2 separate regions of the Gasterosteus aculeatus genome follow, and region 2 is linked to region 1. The links are chromatin contacts, called in public Hi-C maps. All regions are on one chromosome and are shown on one strand. The core of a region is the stretch at or near the end of the contact, and the rest is flanking DNA. Distances in the headings are between cores, read along the strand shown.

Region 1 (6,235 bases), core at 1,592-4,091:
TAAGGTGTGTCATGGTCCTATCCAGAATTGTTATGCTCCTCAAAAGCAGTAAAGCATTTCTCCTTTGAGGGAAATTAATGCCATTTTCATGTATAAGACACATGTGGAATTTATATATCATTCTGATATGTTGAGGCTTTTAATACAGCGTGTCTCATATTCAGGCTGCTATGAATTCCTTTGGGAAGATGCATCAATCATTCATACCCAGGTATATCTATCTGCTCCTCGTGTCTGTCTGCATTCCCACAATCCACCACAGTTCCTGGTTCTCTGCTCCAGATGAGACCAGGGGTTATATATACAACAAACGAAAAAAAAGACACAAAGAAAGGTTGTACAATTCTTTTTTTTTTTTTTTTAGAAAACGTCTGTAGTTTTTGAATGTTTATTGTTTGTTTTTGTACTTCTGCATCATCAGACTTTATGGAAAAAAAGAAAAAACTAAATGCACAAAGGTGATGTTCTTGTAATGGCTTGTGTAAATGACGCTCTCTTCCCTTTCCGTTGTTGTTGCCGACTAATAAATTAAAGCTCTATATTTTATAAGAATGGAATGCTCCCCCCCCTTCATTGTGATTGGCTTGATCCTGGTTGTTTTCCATGTTCTGCCCAGAATCCCCTGGATCCTTGGAATAAAGTTCTACCTGTTAAAGAGATATGTATGCAGATTTGTATAAAACATACACATTGCATTTATATTTATTATCGGAAAGTAAAACACGTCGCCAGGGAAGGACGCAGGGGGATAAATGCTCGGTTTTAGTCGGTGTCTGTACCTCTATACCTATATAGATAGGTTCATAATCCTTGAGCAGTTAATATGTTCGGATGAGCTTGTATGTGAAGGTTAATTACTTGAATGATAGATGTTGAGCTAGATAATGAGAATTTATCTGTGGGAGATCGCGCAAGCTTTAAACCAATACTTATTTATCAAAAAGTTGAGCCTATTACACCAATTCGCCTTTACAACAAAACTGTTGTTAAAAAAAGCCACTGACCAAACATGGTTATTGTATAACATGATGCACGCTGCCTCTATTAGACATGCACGTGCTCAACGGTTGGCTCCATTCTCTCAGCGACAGTGGCCTGCAGCTCTCTTTCATCCGTCTCCTGGAGGTCCTGTGCTTTCTCGCCTTTCAGCGCACACTCAGCCAGAGAATGTTACAGTCCTGCACAAGCGTGTCATTGTTCCCAACCGTTAGATGCAGCAGTCACAGCTGGATGATGCCCTCTTCCACCTCCAGGAAATAGGCCATAGGCGAATGTGGGCCTCGCCTTTGAAAGTTTAATGTCATGCAATGGTGCACACCATGTTGTGTGGTGATGTTACAATACATTTGAATTTACTTTGATTCCGTGCATGTTCCATATCTGGCTCTCGGACACAAAGGGTTCTTTACACCCGCCGGTCGACCACAGTTCAAATTGGCCGATATGGCTAAACTTTTCATCTATTGACAAATATTTCATGTATCTCCTAGTTTCTGAAGATCCCTTTCTTCGTAGGTTTGCCAAATGTTGTGACTTGAGACCAGATTCTGTTAAACCAGTTGAATCAGAAGGAATGTGTGTTTGGTGCCGTTTGGCTCACATCAGCGTGTTTTAGGGTGAGATAGTTAAGCCCGTCAGAATTTTGCTTGTCATTTAAGCCCTGATGACTCCTAAACACACATTCTCCCACAACAATCTAGGACAAAGTATACATGATTTATTATTTATGGATGACATACAAAAAAATGTGGGAACTTGTTTTGTGCCACAAAATAAATAGAATTTTAATTAAATTCAACCGAGCAAACACAATGATAAAATAATAATAAGGAAATTCCCATCCTTTCTCTTTTTCTATACATCATACAGATGATAATAATGTAATGTAATATTCTTGCAAAATCCCCAAAAACAATCAATCAAATGGGCATTTGGGAAGTATAAAATGTTACAACAGAATTCAGAGCAAATATGAATGCAGAAAACTCCAGAAAAGACCACCTCAGGTGCTTCATAATCCATTACATAAAAAACTAGGAAACCTGCTTGAAGAGCAGATAACATGTGTTCTGTATTTGACTGCAATGTCATAAATGTGTGCACTATAAGGACAACATGTAGACGCTGGTTTGGGCATCCGCATGTGATTTTAATTTAATATGTATCCCGCAAAAGTTATCCCATAAAAGAATTTCATCTGCTCAATTCAGCCCAATGACATATTGTAAAAAGTGGAGATGAGAACCTGTCTGCAGACTCCTTTTCACCCTAGAATGTGAGAATAATCCTTCCAGAACAAAGCAGAGGGAGGTCAGATGTTTTGGGAAACCATCAGGCATCAGATGACATTTGGGCTTTAGAGGACTGTAGTCCCCCATTTTCATTACTCTGCTCCCTTCGCTTATCTGATCCCTGTCAAGGAGCAGCGAGGCAGAGGAGTGGACAGTCCTGAGCACAGTGGCTGTTCAAGTCATATCTGCATTATCGTGGCGCAGGGGTAGTGAGGGTGCACTGGGAACCATCAAGGTTGGTGGTTCGAGTCCTGGCTGCCCCATGTCCTGTGTCAAAGTGTCCCCGAGCAAGACACCTAACCCCTAATTGCTCCCTGGACAAAATGAAGAAGCCGTGGGTTAAAAATGTAATGTTAGTTGCTTTGGATAAAAGCGTCAGCTAAATGACTTCAAATCCAGCTGCCTCGGAATCAGAAACCAAAGGGCTGATCCACATTTAGGGAATTCCACGACAAAGTTGACCCGACCCGACCTGATCAGACATGTGCACCATTCTTCAGAAAGCAACAGAGGTGCGGTTCTACAGGGTATTGTCTCCACAGCGGCACGTCGCATGACCGTGCCAAGCGATGACATCACCAACACCATTCAATTGACTTTTTCTAATGTGGAATGTTATCGGGGAGTCGGATCTGGTGCTCGGTGTCTCTCACGGTGCGGAGCAGTAGAGCACTCTGCATTGTTGGAAAAGAGAGACTTTTGGATAGTGAGAGTTTTTAATGTATTGAAACTCGCTCACAGGGATGAACCTGCCTGAACCTGGAATCCATCACAAACAGGGTTGCAGAGTTTAGCTCTTAAAGTGACTGGCTGCTACATTTGATGCATCACCCCATATTCTAGACATATTTTTAGGCTCTCTCATCCAGTAACTCCATACGGATTAGGCTGTAGGGACGTGATGCGAAGCAGGGAAAAGAGGGAACAATACTGCTCTCTGTTGTTTCTTTAGGGTCATAACAGGATTGCACATTATCAACCAGCAGGTGGCGTATTGTGACAGTGTCTGCTGTACCTTTGGGTCTGAAACAGCAAGGCTGGTGGGAAAAGTCTCAATAGTGCTCCAACCAACTGGCTAATATCTGAAACATTTTGTCATTAACCTTCATAAATGATTGTTCGTCGATTAAGCTATAGACGCGTTCCCATCTGACATTAATATTCATAACAGTTAATTGTTGTTATATTAGAAAATAACCCCCGTTTTTTTGGCCATCTAATGAACCTCAGCGGCATGCTGAAAGCTGAGACAGTCAACCGATAAGGGGAGCTGCTGTGATTGATTGTTTTTCTTAATCCCTAAACGCCAATGAATGGATGTTACAAAGCGAACGCATTAATCATTATCAAGATTCTTGGAATATTGTCATCATTATGCCTGGTAGTTTCCTAAAATGGAAACATCATCAGAAGTGTCCGTATTACAATTATTGTGGCCGTAGATGGATTCTTGCTTGCTGTTACTTAAACATTTCCAAAAAATAACTCAATGTGCAACTAATGTCTTGGATACTATTTTAGTTTAGTTAGAATTATAATAGAATTACTATTTTCTTTTGAGAGGATTGTATTTTGTATTTTCCTTCTGTCAAAGACACATTTCTTCCCGAAGTGATGAAAGGACACAGGGGCACACTTACGATCCCCCTGAGCCCCGATGAGTGTATGGATGGCTGCACATCTGTCTATGATGGACGTGAAAAAGAGAGATAATCTCCCACCAGGAAGCCTTTTGAGGCCCTGCAAAGTCAGCTCTCTGCATCATTATTCCAACAAGATGAAATTCAAGTATCATCTAAGTGTCACCAAACGGCACTACTGGGAACACAGGTTCACACCCCACCAGGACGGCTGCTACGCTTGTGCTAAGTGAGTGTAACACAGATCCTCTTCTACAGCAGATGACGAAGGTTTTTTCCCCACATTTATTTGAGACAATCCTCCAGATCTCACAGAGCCGTCCTTTTGGAGAGACTCGATGTCGCGTCCGTCCACTCTGAAGCGGAATGAAGAGGATTACTGATAAATAAACAGATGAAATAGAATTTTATTTTTTTACCATTAAAGTCATCACCCTAGTCAAGTAGTACAGTAAAGAGCTCACAAAATGCAAGACAGGACCTACAGGTGACCACTGGTCCTGGCAAACACCACATCTACAAATACACCTGTAAGTGCGCGGCGAAATGAACAGAGGTGGAATATTAAATACAGTGAGGAATGCATTGTGGGGGTGGGGAGAGGAAAGCCTTGCTTTAAACTGTGTAACAGTGTTCAAACTGTATTTATTTGCCATCCAAACAAAGAAAACAGGCAACATGAAATAATCTGATTACTTTTATAGTCTCTGATATTCTTCACTTTAAGCCTCTACTCTAAATATATATTAAACAATGTAAGAAATCAAATAGTTGTATATTCTGAATGATCGGCCTGTCTAAGCACAATTTCAAAGTAGATACATGTATGATAAAGTAAATATGGATATTCCACAGATATTAACGGTTTTCTTCCAAAGTTCAGTTTCATCTAAAATGCACATTTTCATATAAATTCACAGGTGTTCACAGTTGACAACAGATTGGAAATGTTATACTTTGGACATGGAATCTGATCATTACATTGACAATGATGCTGCTGTATTCATACATAGATCGACAAGTTATCTATGTGACAAAAGTAAGAGATCATATGTCAGCGTTTGTCTCTGGATAAAAAGTCTATTGGACCGAATAGTCCCAACAAACTTTGTCCTTACTAAAGATACGTTGGCTGCTATGACTGTTTTAGTAATGATGCAGATGGGCTTGGCCCACTTGGAGCCCCACAGACACTAAACAGCATTGAATTGTTATTGGATCCCAGGGGTCACTGACCATACATCGGTATTTGACAAGTTAGGTAAATGTATATTTTTGTAAGAGGTAGTTCCTTTCAAAATATACATTTTTCCTTCTTCCTTTTTCCTTCTGTAGTGATATTTTTACACTGCTCACAATAAGGTCTGTAGATCCTTGATGTATTAATGTTCAAATGTATTTTTTGGAGTATTGAGCACCACAAGCCAAGTGAAAACTCACACAAAACAACTCTAGAATGATAAGTAGCACTACGTGCAAGTAGATCAATATCTAAAATATGTTTGTTTGATTTGGAACTGTCCCTTTAAATTGCCAAATTGGGTCGCACAGCTGGCAAGGACGATAAACTTCTGCTTACAGGTGAATGGACTCGATGGAATGGACACTAGGAATCACAGTTTCTGCAGCCAGTCGAATATTGCTCAACTTAGTTAGTTAGTTCCAGAGAAATCTTTCTGTTGCTCGTTATTAATGGTCAAAGGGACCAAAGGGCAACAAGAAAGGAAAGATTGTTATTAGGATTCATCAAGTATAAGGAGAAAATTCTATGGAATAAATATATGACTGAAAGTGTTAAAAAACAACATAAACAGAAAGAAAGAAAAAAGGTATGGCAATAAAACTATTCATGAATTAACAATACGTTCAGAAATATCAAACAAAGGATTCCCATAATTCTCTATAACACAGAAAAGATGACTGTTGTCACCAAAAGGTCAAAATGGTGTGTGGCTTCCTTTTGACCACATGTCCGTTAATGCACATTTTGATTTACAGTTATTACAAAATATTAAGACATATGTGGCATTTTGAGTCCAGATCCATTTAAACCACAGCACATTTGTGTAAAGGGAATCCTATCTAACAAATTCACTTTTTTGTGACGTGATGAATAAAGACATTGTGAAGTCTCTAAAAAAAGAAAAGCTACAAATGAATTTGAATGCATAGAGCTCATATATAATGCAGACTGTAATTTTCTCCTTCACATAACTAACATTGACGGCAAGGGTGCTAAAACAGTCGCGATAGACAGCACAATGTATCGTGTGCTATTGAAAAGAACGTCAGCCTCGGCGAGCG
Region 2 (6,235 bases), core at 1,580-4,079, 67 kb after region 1:
TCATCACACAGCAATCTCACAGATGGCTTTCCCCTGTTCCAATCTTGACACACCACTCGAGCCCTGGTTATTCATGTTGCCTCTAATGAGTCTGCCATACAAAACGTGGAGTATACAGACATAAACTGTGCACGAACCAGCATCAACTGTCTTATATCTGCATTGGTTTGGAGTCCACACAAAACAATCCGAATGGCTGCAAGGGACAAAAATATGTCACGGTGCATGAACCATATTACAGAGGGCCAATTGTGTAGGACCTGGTGGTGAACACAAGCACAGGACAAAGGCCGTAAAGGTTGAGGTGGTCACACAGCTGACAGCAGCACTCTTCACAGGTTCTGCTGTGCTCGCACTCTCCATATCAGAGGCCCCGACATAGCGATTCACTTTGGTTCTTGGCTGCATGAAAAAAAAGAGGAAACTTTATGTTTATTTCCCTCTGGTTTCATTTGACTCCAGTTTTGTTGTGGGGAAAGTGTCTTTGCTGTGTGTGAGATCTGTTTACAGCACTGGGACTTGCTACTGTTTGTTGCTGAGACGTTTATTTGGTTTATTTGTTATATTGACAGATTGGTTGGTTGTTTCTTCCACTCATTTCACTAAAAGTCCAATCATTTGCTCTTCTGCAAAACGGTCTGTGGCATCCAGAGGGCTTTTTGGTTGGTTTTCCGAGAAGGGAAAAAACCTGGGTCATAAATGATGCACACATCAAGAATGCGGCATTCATGTGGCTTGGACCTTCTTCAGAAGCTGAGCAGCGGAAACACAGAGGTCTTCTAACAGAATGCTGCCCTCTAGTGGAGAATGCGACAAATGACATAGAGCAGTTACAGGATAGATTTCTGTGTATAAATTAACCGGTAATGTACATGGTTTGCAAGAAATTTCATATTTACTTGAAATCAAATAAATCTATAAACAAATAAATATTTAAATTTATAACAACATCATAAAGACATTGTGTCAGAAATTAAAGCAACGGGGTGATAACAGATTGCCTCCAGGATATTGCAGTCGAGGTTGTGATCCAAAATATACAGAACAATTACTGCATTGAAAAGGGATAATAGCAAATGTGGGAATGTCGTACCATAAACTTTGCTGCTGTAACAGTACACCATTTTGTAGGTAGTAAAACAACGCTAATCGGCCACCGAATTAGATTGAAAGCTCTGCTTATTGTGACACGTTCCTCAACATCGTAGGCGTAGACATAACATGAGAAGACTGACACAGACTGATACGTATACCAGCTGAAGGCATCTTACCCAATGCCCAGTAAAGAAGGGTCGGCAGCACCTCTGTGTCAGATGCGTTGCTGTAAGAAACACTTTTTTGCGCTCTTGCTGTTAGCACCAATACCATTTTAGAGTCCAGAAAGAGAGAGGGGGGATCAGGACGAGACTGAGCCGGAGTCCTCAACATCTGTGGAGTCTTTTTCGTCGGCAGACTCTGTGAGGGCGGGGTACGGTCGCGGCTGGTCCAGGTTGACGTAGGTGACATTCAAACTGATATAGTGCTCTCCCTCCAGGCTGGAAAGGATGGTGGAGACGGCCAACACCAATGTAGCAAAGCTGGGCCTCAACTCTGGATCAGGGTCCCAGCACTGAAGGATAATGATATACCTAGAAAAGAAAACATGGCAGTCTGAGTCCACTACTGTATATTAACAGTGCGCATGAGAGTTTACTTCCACATTTAGTTATCATTGTTCAGAATTCCGTTCCAGTCACTTTAAAAACACGTTTGGGGTCCTTCCAGAAGCGTATCCTCGTACGTTTTGTCAAATGTACACTCGTGTGTGCGCATAGTTTTTACAAAATCAGAACAGGAAACAACTTACTTAGGTTTAGGCAAAAGTATTTAGTAAAGTTTTGTCTCAAGGAAAAGATCGTGGTTTGGGTTTAAATAACTGTGTAGGTGGCGTTACGTGAGGAATACATTAACATTGAATTCTCATTACAAGAACAGAGGTCAAATGGGTCAAAGGCCGTTTGCATTTGACCCCTGCACCAACACTCCCGACCAGCTAGCTGTTAGCTCTGTAACTAACAATTATCTACTCACATTTACAGTCTAAGCTGAGGCGCCTTTACGGCAGCACAGTGAACAACACACACATTCCCCCAGGTCAATAAAGGATACTTAAAGCTTAGCGTTATGTTTACTGTTGGTTGTAGCTTCATATTTAGTGTACAGACATGAAAGTGAAGTGAAAGTCTTTTCATCTAGCTTTTGTATAGAAAGCTTTATAATACCCCTTTTAATACCCAATGCTGGGGATCTGCATGTGTCCCTTGGTGCTTCTTTCTATTAGGACAGAATAGTTCATTTATTCTCCATCAATCGTTTTTTCACTGTAAAGTCAGACCGGTGTGTGTGTGTGTGTGTGTGTGTGTGTGTGTGTGTGTGTGTGTGTGTGTGTGTGTGTGTGTGTGTGCGTTTTGAGTTGAGTGAAGGTAGAATATGTGTTTAGTAGATGTAAACATTAACTCCCAAGCTGCATTGTTTAACTGTGTTGGAATACTAGGTAGTGGAGAATTTACGATTCTCACACTACTGAGTGACCATGCGAACATTGTGTTATTACTACTTGGACTTTGTTCTTCCGTCTTGTAGTTGTAAATCAGTTTATTATTGCAGTATCTGTAGTAAAGCTCTCAATAAACGGAAGTTGTACAATGGATTTATGCAAAAGTATCGTGTACTATTTAAATCAAGTGTGAACATAATTCTATCACTCCCACTACTTACAAAGGGTCAGGGCAGTACTGAGGCTGGGGAAGCCTCCTGCCCTTCAGTAAGTAATGTGTTATGTCATAAGGGTCCACCTCTGGGTAGGGGCTCGCTCCCCTGGTCAACATCTCCCACATCAGCACACCAAAGGACCACTGCATCCAGAGAGCAAAGGTTACACATGAGCACCAGTACGTTGACATGATGCGAGTGGAGTGGAATAGTTAAACATAATGTTTACCATTATCATAGCTATAATACAACGACAAGGTTATGAATAAAAATTCTTGTGATCCCTTAAACCAAAGGAGTGTCTACGTGCCACTCCTCATCGTAGATCATATCTACTCTGTAACCATTCCAGCCTTTAACTCGTTTACCTGTTGTAATTTTCACATTTTGATAGGCCTAAAGAAATTCATCAAAGGTTAGAAAAACATCAGAAAAAATGTATTTCTGCTTCCGTGTCGTGTTAATCACGGAGTAGAATAGGGATTCCTAACATTTACATATACATTTACAACACTTGATGATGTACATGTAGAGGATAGCAGACGACAGATAGTTGACATTAAAAGAAAAAAGGAAATTTATTGAATCAGACACATAATTACTGCACTCAGATAATGACATTTTATATCTATTTATAAGACACGCGGCATTCGTTAAACATGTATATCCACCCTTTGACAATCACTAAAAAGCTCCTGATTGTATGTAAATCTCACCACCTCAATTTGCTCACCACATCAGACTTGGAGGTGAATTTCTGTGTCTGCAGACTTTCGATTGCCATCCACTTGACGGGCAGCTTAGCCTTCCTGTGGTCCTGAACACTGTAGTACTCCTTATCAAACACATCTCTCGCCATGCCAAAGTCTGCCACCTTCACTGTATATGACTCGTCCAGCCTGAAGACGAAGGCGAAAACGGCATTATAGTTTTGTCAAATTGGCATGTAACAGTGAAACAAGCTCAACCGAATTGTTACCATGAGACAGCAACCTACACTAAATCCAAGACAAATTCCGGCCTTATGGCAAGTAATGAAATGCTGAATCCTCCGTGCATCTTGGTGACTCACATGCAATTGCGTGCTGCAAGATCTCTGTGCACAAACTTCTTCTGAGCTAAATACTCCATCCCCTTGGTAACCTGTAGCCCAAAGCCAATCAGATCCTTGACGGTGGGGTTCTGAACAAGTCCCACAAACACAAAAAAAAGACACTTTGTAAACAGAGGACTGTAGATAAATCAGATGATTCATTTTCACTGATTTCATGCAGGTTCACACCCTTTTCTCGCAGCGTATGAAGTGTCGCAGGTCACCGTGTTTCATGTACGGTAGTACCACTAAAGGGAGTCCCTCCTGCGGCAGGAGAATGCCCAGCAGAGACAGCACATTAATGTGGTGGAAACCCTTCATTATGATCCCTTCCTTTAGAAACTGCTCCACCTCTTCAACATCTGTTATTCCTGGTGACACACACACATTAAAGATTATGGGCTCAGATCAAATGGAAGAAAGCCACTAGGATCACAGTTATGGGAAGGCTTTCTGCAGCAAATACATAATGTTACTCACTGTTCAAAGACTTGACCGCGCAGTGGATTTCTCTGTTGCTGGGGTCTTTGAAGTAGCCATGGTAGACAGTGCCAAAATGACCTACAGGAGGGAGAAATACGCATTGACGAAGCGAAAACAAGGCTTCATAACAAGTGTTTTTGTTTCAGATATAGGCAGTCGGGCTCCTCACCCTTCCCTATGATCCGCTGGTGCTTCACAATGAGCATCTCAGCGGGGATGAGAACATCCTTCACCTCCTCCAGCAGCTCTGGCCTAAAACTGGAGATGGAGATCTTCTCTGAGGGCATGAGGGGGGTGAGGGCAGGATCTATGTTGGCTGCAGCATAGCTCCGGCTGGGGAACACCACCGACCCAACCAGTGGGGTGGGAGGACTCAGTGATACTACTTGTAAAAGTCCAGAGAGAGGGGTTTATTGAGAGTTAGGAGGGTGTGTGGGTCAGAAGCAAACTAGCTGTACTGTATTACAGTGCAGTATGCTAAGTATTCCGCTAGAATGTCACCTCTCCTGTAGTCCCCAACAGGCAAGAGCTCCATGTTATTTGTCCCGGAGCGGCTAGGACTGTGGGTCAAACGGCTCTCTACCATGGAGGCTGAAAAACATGTCATAAGGTTTTTAATCATCAACCCCAGGACATGTACTTCCCATGACACACCAGGGATCCATCCATCCATTGTCAAACCGCTTATCCTGCACACAGGGTCGCGGGGGGGCTGGAGTCCATCCCAGCCAACTTCGGGCGATAGACAGGGTACACCCTGGATTGGTCGCCAGCCAATCGCAGGGCCACACAGAGACATACAACCATTCACACTCACATTCACATTCACACATCTACGGGCAATTTAAAGTCCCCAATTAACCTGATCCCCAGAGCATGTCTTTGGACTGTGGGAGGAAGCCGGAGAACCCGGAGAGAACCCACGCAGACACGGGGAGAACATGCAGACTCCACACAGAAAGGCCACTGGGCGGAATCGAACCCAGGACCTTCTTGCTGTGAGGCAACAGTGCTAACCACCACGCCACCGTGCCGCCCCACACCAGGGATGTTCTGGTTAAAAGACTTAATGCAATTCATCCCAATATTCCCCCCATAGCAGGTTCCAGTTGCACAAACAGGTCGGACCAAAGTCCACCTAACAGAGAGGAGCCCACCTTTCTTCTTCTTTCTCAAGTGTTTCATAACAACGAAGGCCAGCACCGCCCCGGCCACCAGAGCCGCCAGGATCCCCAAAACAATGCCCACCATGTAGTGGTTACTGACCCTCACCACAGTACCAACGTCATGGACCTGCCCGTTGATGGAGATCTAAAGAACAGGGTTGATCATACATAGTGGTTTGGGTTAGTTACTATTTTATAAAGAGCGCTTTAAGAGCTGTACAGGTACTGAGGATTACTAAGAGATAAACAGTACAACAGTACAAATATTTAAAAAGTAGCACATTTAAAAGAATATATGTATTTAATGTATTCAATACAAACAAATGGAGCTTTTCGTGTCATTTGTCCTGGTTGGTTATCACTTGACAGTCACAAGCACGAACTGGGGCTCAGCGTTACATGGCAGATCCCAGTAAGTCAGTCAGTAAATCGTAATCTAAACCCCCGGACAGATTTACCTTCACCCGCAGGCCCTCCCCGGGGATGGTCATGTTCTTGGGGATCCTGCAGGTGATCTCATTATCCAGGACTTTAGCGTCACAATTGACACCCGCCACTGTCATAATGATAGTCATACAGGAGCTGACCAGATTCAGCTTTTGATGCTGTGTACATGGAGGTTAAATCGACATATGAGACAATCAGTTATTTTAAAATCTATAATGAATATGGTAAATCCACTTGAATGCCATTAAATGAAAAGGGAATTTACATGTAGTGAGACTTCATCAAACCCGGGGTA

The links. Hi-C and Micro-C count contacts between places; a contact is called where the count stands out from the background.
Region 2: a contact with region 1 is called in a Hi-C map of skeletal muscle, with 7 times the contacts expected there. The contact joins two enhancer-like sites. A contact is called at or near these places in 3 of 6 Hi-C or Micro-C datasets (skeletal muscle and whole body).

Annotation. Positions count from the first base shown.
Region 1 is chr17:21,441,225-21,447,459 of fGasAcu3.hap1.1, forward strand. LOC120835348 (semaphorin-3F) reads left to right here. Exons shown (of 18, transcript XM_078092474.1): 18 at 1-655. LOC120835443 (caM kinase-like vesicle-associated protein) reads right to left here. Exons shown (of 11, transcript XM_040204363.2): 11 at 4,319-6,235. Among protein-coding and RNA genes, the nearest start is that of LOC144388885, 14 kb to the right of the region's middle. Within about 2 kb of position 2,842, at least 4 of the 9 cell types and tissues checked have open chromatin away from gene starts, as enhancers often do.
Region 2 is chr17:21,507,827-21,514,061 of fGasAcu3.hap1.1, forward strand. It overlaps mst1rb (macrophage stimulating 1 receptor b), which reads right to left. Exons shown (of 20, transcript XM_040203745.2): 10 at 6,206-6,235; 11 at 5,952-6,098; 12 at 5,485-5,638; 13 at 4,829-4,918; 14 at 4,497-4,712; 15 at 4,325-4,405; 16 at 4,034-4,215; 17 at 3,824-3,933; 18 at 3,485-3,650; 19 at 2,758-2,894; 20 at 529-1,628. The coding sequence ends at 1,397. Among protein-coding and RNA genes, the nearest start is that of mst1rb, 14 kb to the right of the region's middle. Within about 2 kb of position 2,830, at least 1 of the 9 cell types and tissues checked has open chromatin away from gene starts, as enhancers often do.